Regions from separate parts of the Zea mays genome. Here all the other regions are linked to region 1. Evidence: chromatin contacts called from public Hi-C data. All regions are on one chromosome and are shown on one strand. Each heading gives the region's core, a stretch centred on a gene start, on an enhancer-like site or on the middle of the called end of the contact. The rest is flanking DNA. Distances are from core to core; before and after follow the strand shown. Region 1 has its middle 38 kb from the start of LOC103653754. Region 2 holds the start of LOC100284812 (GrpE-like). Region 3 holds the start of LOC103653755 (E3 ubiquitin-protein ligase MPSR1).

Region 1 (3,817 bases), core at 1,305-3,804:
CTTGCGGTACCTGTCCTTGACCTGGGGTGTGAGTACAACAAGGGTGAGCTCACATACGTTCATCGCTCAAGAAGTTGTGGGGAATAATGTGCATGAGCTCACTTATGGTGGGGGCTCATGTGAAGTGTAAGGCTTATCAAAGGAGATGGTTCAAGCTGAGCATTGCTTTTTAAAGTTGGTCAAAATTTTATTAACGGTTACTAAATATAAGTAGATACCATCCCAATTAAATAATTGATCACACTTAATAATAAAATCCACAATGCAATGCAAATGACAGATTAAGTTTAATTCCATAAATTAATCATGCAAGAGTCCTGAGTCGCTTTTGACCGTGAGCACGACTGGTATACCAGTTTTACACTCTACACAGGTTGCACATCTTTACCCACAAGACGTGTTTCCCGTTTAGCCAAGGTTTGCAAGGTGAATGGCTAGGGATCCACTGCAAGGCCTTTACAAAGTTCCACTAGAGGAGAGAACCCGCTACAGATTCCGGAACGAAGGCGATATAGGAATCCCTCGTCCGGAAAGCTAAAAAGACAGTCCGACCCGAGGACCTCCCTACACCTCCACTCCTCCACCCTCCTTGCCCCTTACGGGAATGGATTAACTCACACTAGCTTTCCTAATTATTCAGCCAAGGGTGTCCCATTCCACCCTTGTGGTAGCACTGCTATCTCAAATTAAGCTCCATGTTTCAATTAACACAATGGTATTATCGTGACCAATAATTAAACCAACAATAATAGTGGAACATGATCATAGTTCAGTCTAACATTAATCCCAAAACCAGGTAGAGAAATAGCAAGTCTACCCAATAGTTCATTGGTTTGCAAGGTGTAGAGTGAACAAAACTAGGGTAACCTATTAGGTCCCATCAAATTAGCCTGAGCATGTCATAGTGATTAACAGGAACATTATTAGGTAAAGAAGACTGATCAAGGGCACAACTTGCCTTATACTTGTGATAACTCTGTTGTTCAGATGTTGACCTAAAACTGGGGCTTCAAGGTCCTCGTCACCTCGCCTCTATTCGTAGCAATACATACATTGAAGCAAATAATGGATATGGTAACATTACCAAAGCATATGAACAAACAACGTAAGAATATTCTACGCGCTGCTATGAGATCACAGGTCCGAGAACCACTAAAATCAGAGTCACAATTGAGGAGATATGGTTTTCGCAAGATCTATGTGATTAAACAATTAATACTAGATATTAGATTGATTTTATAAATCATGTGAGAAAGATAATATAAAGTAATAGTTAATTCAACTTTAGTCTAAATTATTACTTGATTAGATACTATATTTTAGTCAGATTCTAATTACAGGATCAGAATATCATATTGCCCGCATTAGAACCTCTAACCCCATATAGATTAAATAAATTAGATAATTATTGTTACATAAAAAAAATAGGGTAGTTAACGTGTAGGCAATATCGTTATGAAGCTAACGCGACGGGAACAAATCAGAACGGATATAAAATGAAAAAGTTATGAACCAAATAAGTTTTGGGGTGATTTATTATTAATCTTTCATACTGAAAATAACTTTGAGGGATGGTTTTATAAAAACCAGGGACCTAGGTGTAAGATATTATTACAGGAGGGGCGATAGGTTTATTTTATACTTCATCGAGGGTTTTTTTTGCACTTATCTCGGTACGAAGGGGTATCGAGCACCTTGAGCCGCCCGATCTAATCCAAACAGCCCAGATTAGATCCACGAGATTATGAACCGGTATACCCATGTTGGCCATAGGATAGGAAATCAATGGATCGAAAGCCAACACGACCCCGATCAATCCCGACCCTCGGATTATCGATCAACTGTTGAGATTTAAAACACAAATTGAGTACGCTACTTTTAATCCTGACCATGCTTCCACTGATCGACAACTGCTGCCATTCCTTCTTCCTCCTCTCTGCTACCCGACAGGCGGCGCTGGTTTCCTCCGTGGCGATGCCCAAGCAGGAGCGATGGGCACCTCACCGGAGAACATGAATTATGTGACCCGGTCACCTAAATCCAAATCTAACAGACGCTACTCGAAGTAAGGAAGACAACAAATATCAGGGCCATTATCTCACCAGCAATTAAGGTCATGGCCGTGCAGACCACGAGAAGGGCAACTCGGCGGCGATGATGGAGCTCCGATGAGAGATCTCCCATACTCCGATCAACTATTCCACACTACAAATCCTCGTACGCGGGTGGCGTGCACCGACGACTTCTCCCATGCACGTGATTGGAGGTAGGCAGCCTGGAGCATGAAGGTCAACCGCGGTGGCCTCCTCTCCCTCTCATCTGGATGCTAAAGTGAGGCAGGCGTCGACGGTCGAGGAGGGATGTGTGAAGATGCCGATATATATGGTTGCGGAAAGGATCCCGAATCGACTAACAAACCTCGGTCAGGTTTGCTACGATCCCAACAACCCTCGGTTGTTGCCCGCGCCGGACGTAGTGAATGCGAGGGGCAGGGGACGCGAGGTCTGATACCAGGGCCCACTCGGTAGCGGGGGAAAGTTTCCTCCCCACATGCGTGTTGTGATGCTGCGAAAGGGCCCCACCTGTAGGTGCTTAAATTGAGTTGGGCCAGTGGTGCAAACGGGTAAGTGGACCGACAAAGTGAGTTAAACTGGACCGACCGAGAAACTTGGCCCACGAGTAGGTTTGCCCCTTTTTGTTTTCCTTTTTATTTATTTTTTCTAGTTCTGATTTCTATTTCCTTTCCTATTTGAATATTCAAATTCAAATCAAATTTTGGAGATCAAATTTAAGTTTAAATGCACATCCAAAATTCCAGCACGAGGTGCAATAATATTTTATCTGTTTATTATTTTTAAAAACAAATGTTTTTAAACATGAGATTCATACGCTCAAAATAGTTATTTTAAAAATAATAATTCTTTTATAAAAAGATGCTTTAACTTAAATTTTAGTTTCTAAATTTGGATCTAAGTTTTAAACTATCAAACTTTTAATTTCACCTAATTGTTTTAGGAAAGGTCACTTTCGGGGTTTAATTCCCCATCAGATGACACTTCAATTTTGTTTATTTTTGGGAAAAATTATTTAACCCAAAATCAAGATTTTTGGAGTGTTACAAGGAATATGGTGACCAGTTAAGATAAGAAGGACAACTCATTATTATTGGTGACATACTATATTTAATAAGGGCACGACTGGAAAGTAGACTACTAATAAATCAGTCCTTAGTGTGCGTAATCATGTCCAAAACGACTTGTTTTTCTGGAACTACCACACAATCTATTCAAATTTATTAGCGCTGGTACTCGAGTGTGAATCATTATTATTGTCATTTATGTTACATTTCATGAATCAAACAACACCAAAATAGGAATTGGTCGGTTCTAAAAATAAGAACAAGCAAATTCGGTTTTGATTATTTTCGTTCAGTTTCGACCGCTTATATCTCGTAAATGTTTGTTACAACGGATCTTGTGTGTATAAGATAACCTTTCACTCGTCCTAATCGTTTTCTTGACATGGGACTCTGGGTATCCGAGTCCGAGTTGCTAAGGGAGTCCAAATCCGAAGTAGAGCCGAGTTGGGTTCTGTAGGCTCATTTATTGAACATCCGAGCGTCTGATGGTACCCTATGGTATATATCCTTCACACTAGCCTCGAATTTTATCTGGCAAAGTCGTCTTTTTCAGGTAGGTGAAATTCTTCTTCTTTTCTTCGTAAGTAATAATCATGAACTTTGGTGCATCATATGGATGTTGCCTCCGAGGCTAACTTTAGCAAAATCTCAGATTCAAATAAGTTAGCCTCTTGCCAA
Region 2 (3,401 bases), core at 745-3,244, 260 kb before region 1:
ACAAAAAAGGCCCATCCAATAGACAGATTGTCTGTACAGGGACGTGGAAAGAATTGAAACAAAATGAAGTTCTTCAGCTTTTAAACAAGCATTCACAGAAAAGCAAGGTATTGTTGCACCATTGCCATCTTTAGAGAAAATTCCAACCTAACATAATAACACATTTGCCTTTAAATTATTATGCTGCTGTCACGTAATCTGCAGAAAGATTGCATCCTTGCACTGCAATTTAACTATGGTAAAGGTGTTAATCTAAAGCTAGAATGAAGGCTTTGATATATAACATTTCAAATCCAAAAAACCTCTATAAATATTGCAACATAATACTCCCTCCGTACCAAAATATAATTCGTTTTAGACTAAATAAACATACATTAATTAACCTATGAATGTAGTTTGTATGTATGTCTATATTTATTATCATTCGAATGAATGTGGATGAAAAAAGAGGGCTACATATTTTGGGACGGAGGGAGTAACATTTATAGTGAAATGCGACAAGTCAATGAGTAACATTTATAGTGAAATGCGACAAGTCAATGTCAATTGTCAACCAACAAGATTGTGCATTTTGCTATACTTCAAGGATCAAACAGGAGACTAGCATCTTCATGAACTGGCACAAGTGCACAGGCTTGCAACTGGGTACAGCTATTACTATCACACCATCAGAATGACACAACACATGAAAATATATTTACATATACAGATAAGTTCCACTAAATAAAGATGCACCACCGGTGTGACTACCCTAATTTTCCAAGGTTTTCCAATAGTTTTACATAAAAATGCTTCCAAATTAGTGAAACTTCGGGCAGTCATTACTTACAAAAGTTCTATCCAATACTCGCTCTAATACTGATCAAACTTCAAAATGAAATTATGTTAGACTATAGTGAGTTCAAGTTATGAAGCCAACAAGCTTATATTGGAAATGAATGATAAGTTAGCATAACATGAATTAAGAATGTTTCCCAGCGAAAAAATAACTAGCATGAACAAGGCTATATAATTTAAGGTCCGTTTGGTAGAGATCCAGATTCTTGTAGAAACGTTTCAAGGCTATATAACCAGAACTGTCCTACATTGCGGAATCTCGATCCTCTTGAGGACCACCTAAAATCACCAATCATGGCTAACCACGATCTGTTTACCGGGCACTTAAGAAGGCAAAGCAGAAATCTTCGTACCAGAAAATGATTTACCAAACAACATATTGAAAAATTCTTAACTGGACATATTAAACAACCCAAGAATGAAGGTCCAGCTGCTCATTCCAAAATAACAGCACTTATGTATCCCCAGCCATATAATCAAAACATAGCGAAATGAAGCAGTAGCTTCAACACAAATTGTGTTCTACCTAATCCTTAACAAGGGCAAATAAATTGTCCTCAGAAGTTAATGCGAAGGCGCGAGGCAGTTGCACATCATTACCCTCACTAAACAGACAATACCTGGTGTTCACACTTCACAGAATGAACAATATGTTCATATTTTTCTGCTTCAAATTTACTAAACGCTAGGGATATCATGAATCTGACAGCTAAATACAAAGGAACGGCAGAGGCTACACGAACTACGGCCACCAGAACACACCACTCACCTGCGTCGCCGTCTGCGCGGCCTCGTCGGCCTCGGTGGCGCCCAGGCGCCGGAGCCGCCCCCCGGCGAGACAGAAGACGTGCGGAGTCGGCAGCGGCCACGCCCGGAGCGGTCGGACCGGCGCGCGCCGGGAGCAGGCCAGCCGCAGGCACCGCCCACGCGGCTCCCGTGCGGACGGGGGAGACGAGGGCGGGGGCGCGAGGGCCGCGGCCGTCCGAAGTAAGGCAGCCATGCGCGCGCGGTCACCGGTGGGGGTGGGGAGCGTGCGCGGAGAGGGAGGTTTTGTTGCGCTGAACTATCGGATGCGGCGGGAGAGGAGAACAGCGGGGCAGGCACGAGATAACTCTCGCCTTCAGATGGAACGGAATGGATGGATGGATTGGAAATTGGGGATGGCACTTTCCTTGCTTTTTCTGTTTTCTCGAGCACTCTTGGGGAGCGGCCCAAGGAACCCACGAGGCCACGACAATAATTTGGTTGTTTTCTATACAATTCTTAATATTTTCTTTCCTAATAATATAATTTACTTACTAAAATACATTTTTAGTGCTTAACTATTGAAACTTAAATTTTTAGTGGCCCAAACATTTTAAATAATGTAGTATTTTAATTTTTTTTGTCACTATTTTGACACACCTTGTTGGAGATGATCCCCGTGAGAGTGATGAATTCATCCACGATTTAAGCGACACGCACGAGGTCAAGTAATGTGATGGCACGTGGCCGCCGACGGGAGAGCCGCCGCGACGTGAGCGCCCTGTAGCCGCCAGGGACTCGGACATGATTCGTTTGGGGAATTTTCTTTCTCTATTTCTTTTCTGCCATACTCTCGAGTTCGATACAAGGTTATAGGTCCCCTACATGGGCCGACCCAAACCAAACTCGCGCACACACTTTGAGCCCAACATGGCTCCCTGCACGCACACCACGCACACACAGCTTCTTCAGTCCTCCAGCATCTCTTCTTCCGCCTCCTTGCTCTCCATGGCACTTCCTGCCGTGACATCTGCCCCCCCCTACAAGGCTTGCTTGGCCCCAAGCAAGAGCATCCGGATAGCGCTGACGCAGAACATTGTAATCTTCCCATGTGGTGGCATCAGCTGGAAGCAAACTCCACCGGATCAACACTTGTGGCACGACCCAATTCCCCTTCTTGACCAACCGACGATCCAGAATCTCCAAAGGCTGGACATTGCGACTACTCAAATCAGAGTAAGCTGGCAGAGTGGAAAAGACAGGAGTTTAATCTGGAATGAATGGTTTCAATTGTGAGACATGGAACACCGGATGCACTTGAGCCAACACCGGCAGCTCCAAATGGTAAGCCATTGCTCCCACACGCTCCATGATCTTGTAAGGTCCAAAGAACTTAAAAGCAAGCTTTGGACAAGGTCTACTGATCACTGACTGTTGCACATACGACTGTAGTTTGAGCAGCACCATATCGCCCACTTGAAACTGTCGATCAGTTCTAAGACGATCTGCTCTCTGTTTCATTCGATTTTGAGCTGCTGCCAGTTGCTCCCGTAACATGGCTGTAAACTGTGCCCTCTCAACTAGCACTTGTGCCACATCAGCTGCAGTATCGGAAGGGACAGTAGGTGCTGCTGCAAAGGGAGGGTCATACCCATACAAAACCTTGAATGGAGAACAAGCCAAAGATGTGTGATAAGAGGTATTGTACCAAAATTCCGCCAGTGGTAGCCAGGTCTTCCACTTAGTAGGCTGAGCATGAACCACACATCGCAAATACATCTCAACACATTGATTAACACGCTCACTTTGGTCGTCGGTCT
Region 3 (3,496 bases), core at 500-2,999, 290 kb before region 1:
ATCTAAACAGGAGAGCTAATGGTGGTGTGATAAAAATTTAGCACATATTATCTCATAAGCTGCTCAAGGGGTGCTAAAAAGAGCTAAACGTGAGTCACGAAACCCCATTTTCCATCCATACCCTCTAACCCTATTCTCTCTCTCCACGTTAGGGGCATGAGTGTCTTTTTATTACAATGTGCTAGATTTTATTAGAGTAGTCCAAACATCCTAAGGAGCTAAACTTTAGCACTTAAATTTATATGACTAAAGTTTAGCAAGAAGCTAAAATTTATCCCGTGAGATTGAAACGGGGCCTTAGTTGGCTAAAAAAATGATAGCAGAATTAGCTAACTAACAAATAGCTAGCTAACTATTAGATAATTTGCTAAAATTGCTAATAGCTAAACTATTAGCTAGACTGTTTGAATGTCTTCAGCTAATTTTAACAGTTAACTATTATTTATAGTGCATTTAAACACTCACTTAATTTATTAGTCGCGGATTCAAACTTAAGACCACGTGACGTAGAAGATAAGACAAGTACGGATACAACCACGTGACGTAGGAGTCTAGGAGATAAGACAAGTACGGATACATAAGACAGTCAAGAGACTCAATATATAGAATACAGAATATACTTTAACATATATATCGATGGTAGTGTACTAGACATAATATCTAGACTATCAAATATACTATAACAGTACCGATAGACGGCCTTCCGTGCAGTAGAAATATTTCAGCCGCGCAACAAGCATCAAACTAATTAAACTAGCTCATGTTTCTTTTTTTCCTGAAAAGGCCTTAGACACTGATGTTCTTCTCCAAGTATGAACAAAAGTTGGGACACTGATGTTCTTCTCCAAGTCGAGTAAGGCGGAGAGGCCGTGAATTCCTGGCTACTGCGGTCGGCCGGGCACCGTCGAGGCGCCGTCGTCCTCCTCGTCGTACTCCGACACCGAGTCGTCGCAATAATCGTCCTCGTCCCAGCAGTCCTGCTTCTCCTCCGGCACCGGCGCCCGACAGTAGGGGCACGTCCGGTTCACGGCCGTCCAGCGGTCCATGCACCTGCGGTGGAACGTGTGGCCGCACAGCAGCTTCACGGACGTGGCTCCGCCGACCAGATACTCATTGTAGCATATGGCGCACTCCCCGACGACGGCGCCGGGCGGCAGCTCCTCGTGCTCGTGCTGGTGCTCGTCCACGACGATGCTCCCGAGCGCGCCCGCCTCCACGGTGATCGCCATCGCCTTGTAGAACGTGTTAACGGCGTTGGAGGCGGACAGGCGGAAGAACTCCTCCACGCTGAGAGCGCACTCCCGGGGCAGCCCCGCGGCCGCGACCATCGCCTCCACCCGCTGGATCTGGCTGACGAGGAGGAAGTCGCCGCTGCTGCACGTGAAGCGGCCCGTCGTCACCTGGGCGGCGACGGCTGCCGGGGCCTCGGCCTCTCTCTGCTGCAGCGGCAGGTTCTTGAGGAAGTCGACGGTGACCGGCGGCATGCGGTCCTTGCCCGGGGTGCAGTCGATGACGGCGCTGAGGCGGAGCGCCACGCCGGAGCACGGCAGCGCGGTCAGCCCGATCCTTAAGCAGGAGCTCCCGCCCGGGCCGTCGCCGTAGGTGTAGGTGTAGCGAGCAGCCATGGTGCGCCCGATCGATCGAGATTGGTAGTAATAGTATACGGGGTTGGGAAACAATTGTAAGGACGACATCCCATTACCATATAGTATTTTATAGACCAGCGGCCAGCCCAGCTAGTAGGAAATCTGCGTAGGCGTATCGATTCCCATCCGTAAGTCCGATCCAGGGATATACTTCCTTTTTTGTCAACAAAAAATCGAAATTAGTAGTATTTGTATACTCCGTATATCCGTAAGCCCGATCCGTGTATTTGTGTACTTCCGATATTTTTTATCAACAAAAAATCGAAGTTAGTAGTATATATTTGGTAAGCAATATATACTTCCTTTTTTGAGGGAACACGTATACTAGCTACAGTTGTTTGGCGCGGCAAGTTATCTGTACATTCCATATATACTACTGAAAGATCGTATCGATAATTTAAGCATGCTAAGAGCATCTCCAACAATGTGACCTATAAAAATGCCCTATAATTTGAAAATAAGTATATTTTATAGAATTTAGGGCACCAACAAAACACCCCGCTCCAACAGTAAAGCCTCAAATCTAGATTATAGGACAGCTCACTACGGTGTAGTATATTTGAATCACTTGAGAGGGTGCCCTATAGTTTTTTGACAAAATTTTATAAAATTGGGCACTGTTGGAGTAGTTTTTCCTGTGTAGAGCTCCATATTTCAATTTAAGACACTAGTTTGAGGCATTGTTGGAGATGCTCTAATGGCTTCACAAGGGAAAAAACACAAAATAAAATGTTATAGATCGGAGCTACAGTTTTCAATAAATTTGCATCTCTATCCAACTTGTATGGAAAAACAGTGCTATCACTAATATGGAAAGCCGTGACGCTTAATATTTGTTGAATGTTTGTATCAACCTTTTTAAGCATCTGAAGGGATTTAAGTGAAAAAGCTCAGAACTACAAAATTATAGATTTATTATGAGCTACAGTTTTAAAGCATGGTTAATGTATAGGGATAATTGTTAGATAACCAAATTTTAGTTCAAAGAATTGTTTGGATCTCTCATTTATAAACTTTCGACCTCTAAAATGTACAGCAAAATTACTCTTATACTTTAGTCCACCTCATATTAGAGGTTTAGAGCTCAAAAGTGAGCTAAACTATTCTAAAGGCGATGAGCTCTGAAGTTTAGAGGATGAAATCAAAACTTGCAAGACTAACTGGGCTAAGTTTTTTTTTTTTTGCCAAAACATTCAACTAGTTGTTAGAAAACTAACTTGCAAAACTCATGTACTTTGGACTAAGCCCCAGCTAATAACTACTACTAATTGATCCAACGAAGACTCTTACTTATTTTCATCCGATTTCGTATAAAAATGATTCTTTTGAGGTTAGAAGGTGGATTCGTCATGCCGGTACTCGGGCGATGCAAAATAACCCCCCCCCCCCTCCTCGGCCACCTAGTTTAATAACCGTGCCTGGCCAGCCTATGACCTACTGGGCCTAAGGAGCGTTTAAATGACAAAAACATATTAAAAATATACATGTACAAGGGTTTAAACCATAGCTTTTATCTCTAAACATTTATTTATATCTAGATAACCAATAAAAACATATGTTTTTTTATATTTTATACTCTATATTCAAGTATAGCATATATTTGTATGAAAAAGATGGAAAAAAATAAAAAGGGACCATGCCAGGTCTAGCTCGAAGTGCCACGCCTTAGATCTAGGCACGGCCCGATGATCGAGGCAGGCTGGCACAGTCCTGATTCGCTACATGTCGTGACAGGCCAAACCAAGGCGGGGGTTTGGGCCGCCCGGCAAGCTCAGCCCTGTGCACACCAGCGCTAGAGGTTGAACACTTAGCCTAGTGAGATTTCTCGGACTCAGACAACAACATTTGCA

The links. Hi-C and Micro-C count contacts between places; a contact is called where the count stands out from the background.
Region 2: a Hi-C map of tassel shows a contact between it and region 1, with 2.5 times the contacts expected there. The contact joins the promoter of LOC100284812 here to the enhancer-like site in region 1. A contact is called at or near these places in 2 of 25 Hi-C or Micro-C datasets (ear and tassel).
Region 3: a contact with region 1 is called in a Hi-C map of tassel, with 3 times the contacts expected there. The contact joins the promoter of LOC103653755 here to the enhancer-like site in region 1. A contact is called at or near these places in 2 of 25 Hi-C or Micro-C datasets (leaf and tassel).

The regions. Positions count from the first base shown.
Region 1 is chr4:141,759,493-141,763,309 of Zm-B73-REFERENCE-NAM-5.0, reverse strand. No RefSeq gene overlaps it. Among protein-coding and RNA genes, the nearest start is that of LOC103653754, 38 kb to the left of the region's middle. Within about 2 kb of position 2,554, at least 17 of the 20 cell types and tissues checked have an H3K27ac peak or open chromatin away from gene starts, as enhancers often do. A contact at or near this core is called in ear, leaf and tassel, where this site is marked.
Region 2 is chr4:142,024,015-142,027,415 of Zm-B73-REFERENCE-NAM-5.0, reverse strand. It overlaps LOC100284812 (GrpE-like), which reads right to left and starts at 1,994. Exons shown (of 3, transcript NM_001157707.2): 1 at 1,607-1,994. The coding sequence starts at 1,837.
Region 3 is chr4:142,052,530-142,056,025 of Zm-B73-REFERENCE-NAM-5.0, reverse strand. It overlaps LOC103653755 (E3 ubiquitin-protein ligase MPSR1), which reads right to left and starts at 1,749. Exons shown (of 1, transcript XM_008680569.3): 1 at 602-1,749. The coding sequence starts at 1,694. The coding sequence ends at 882.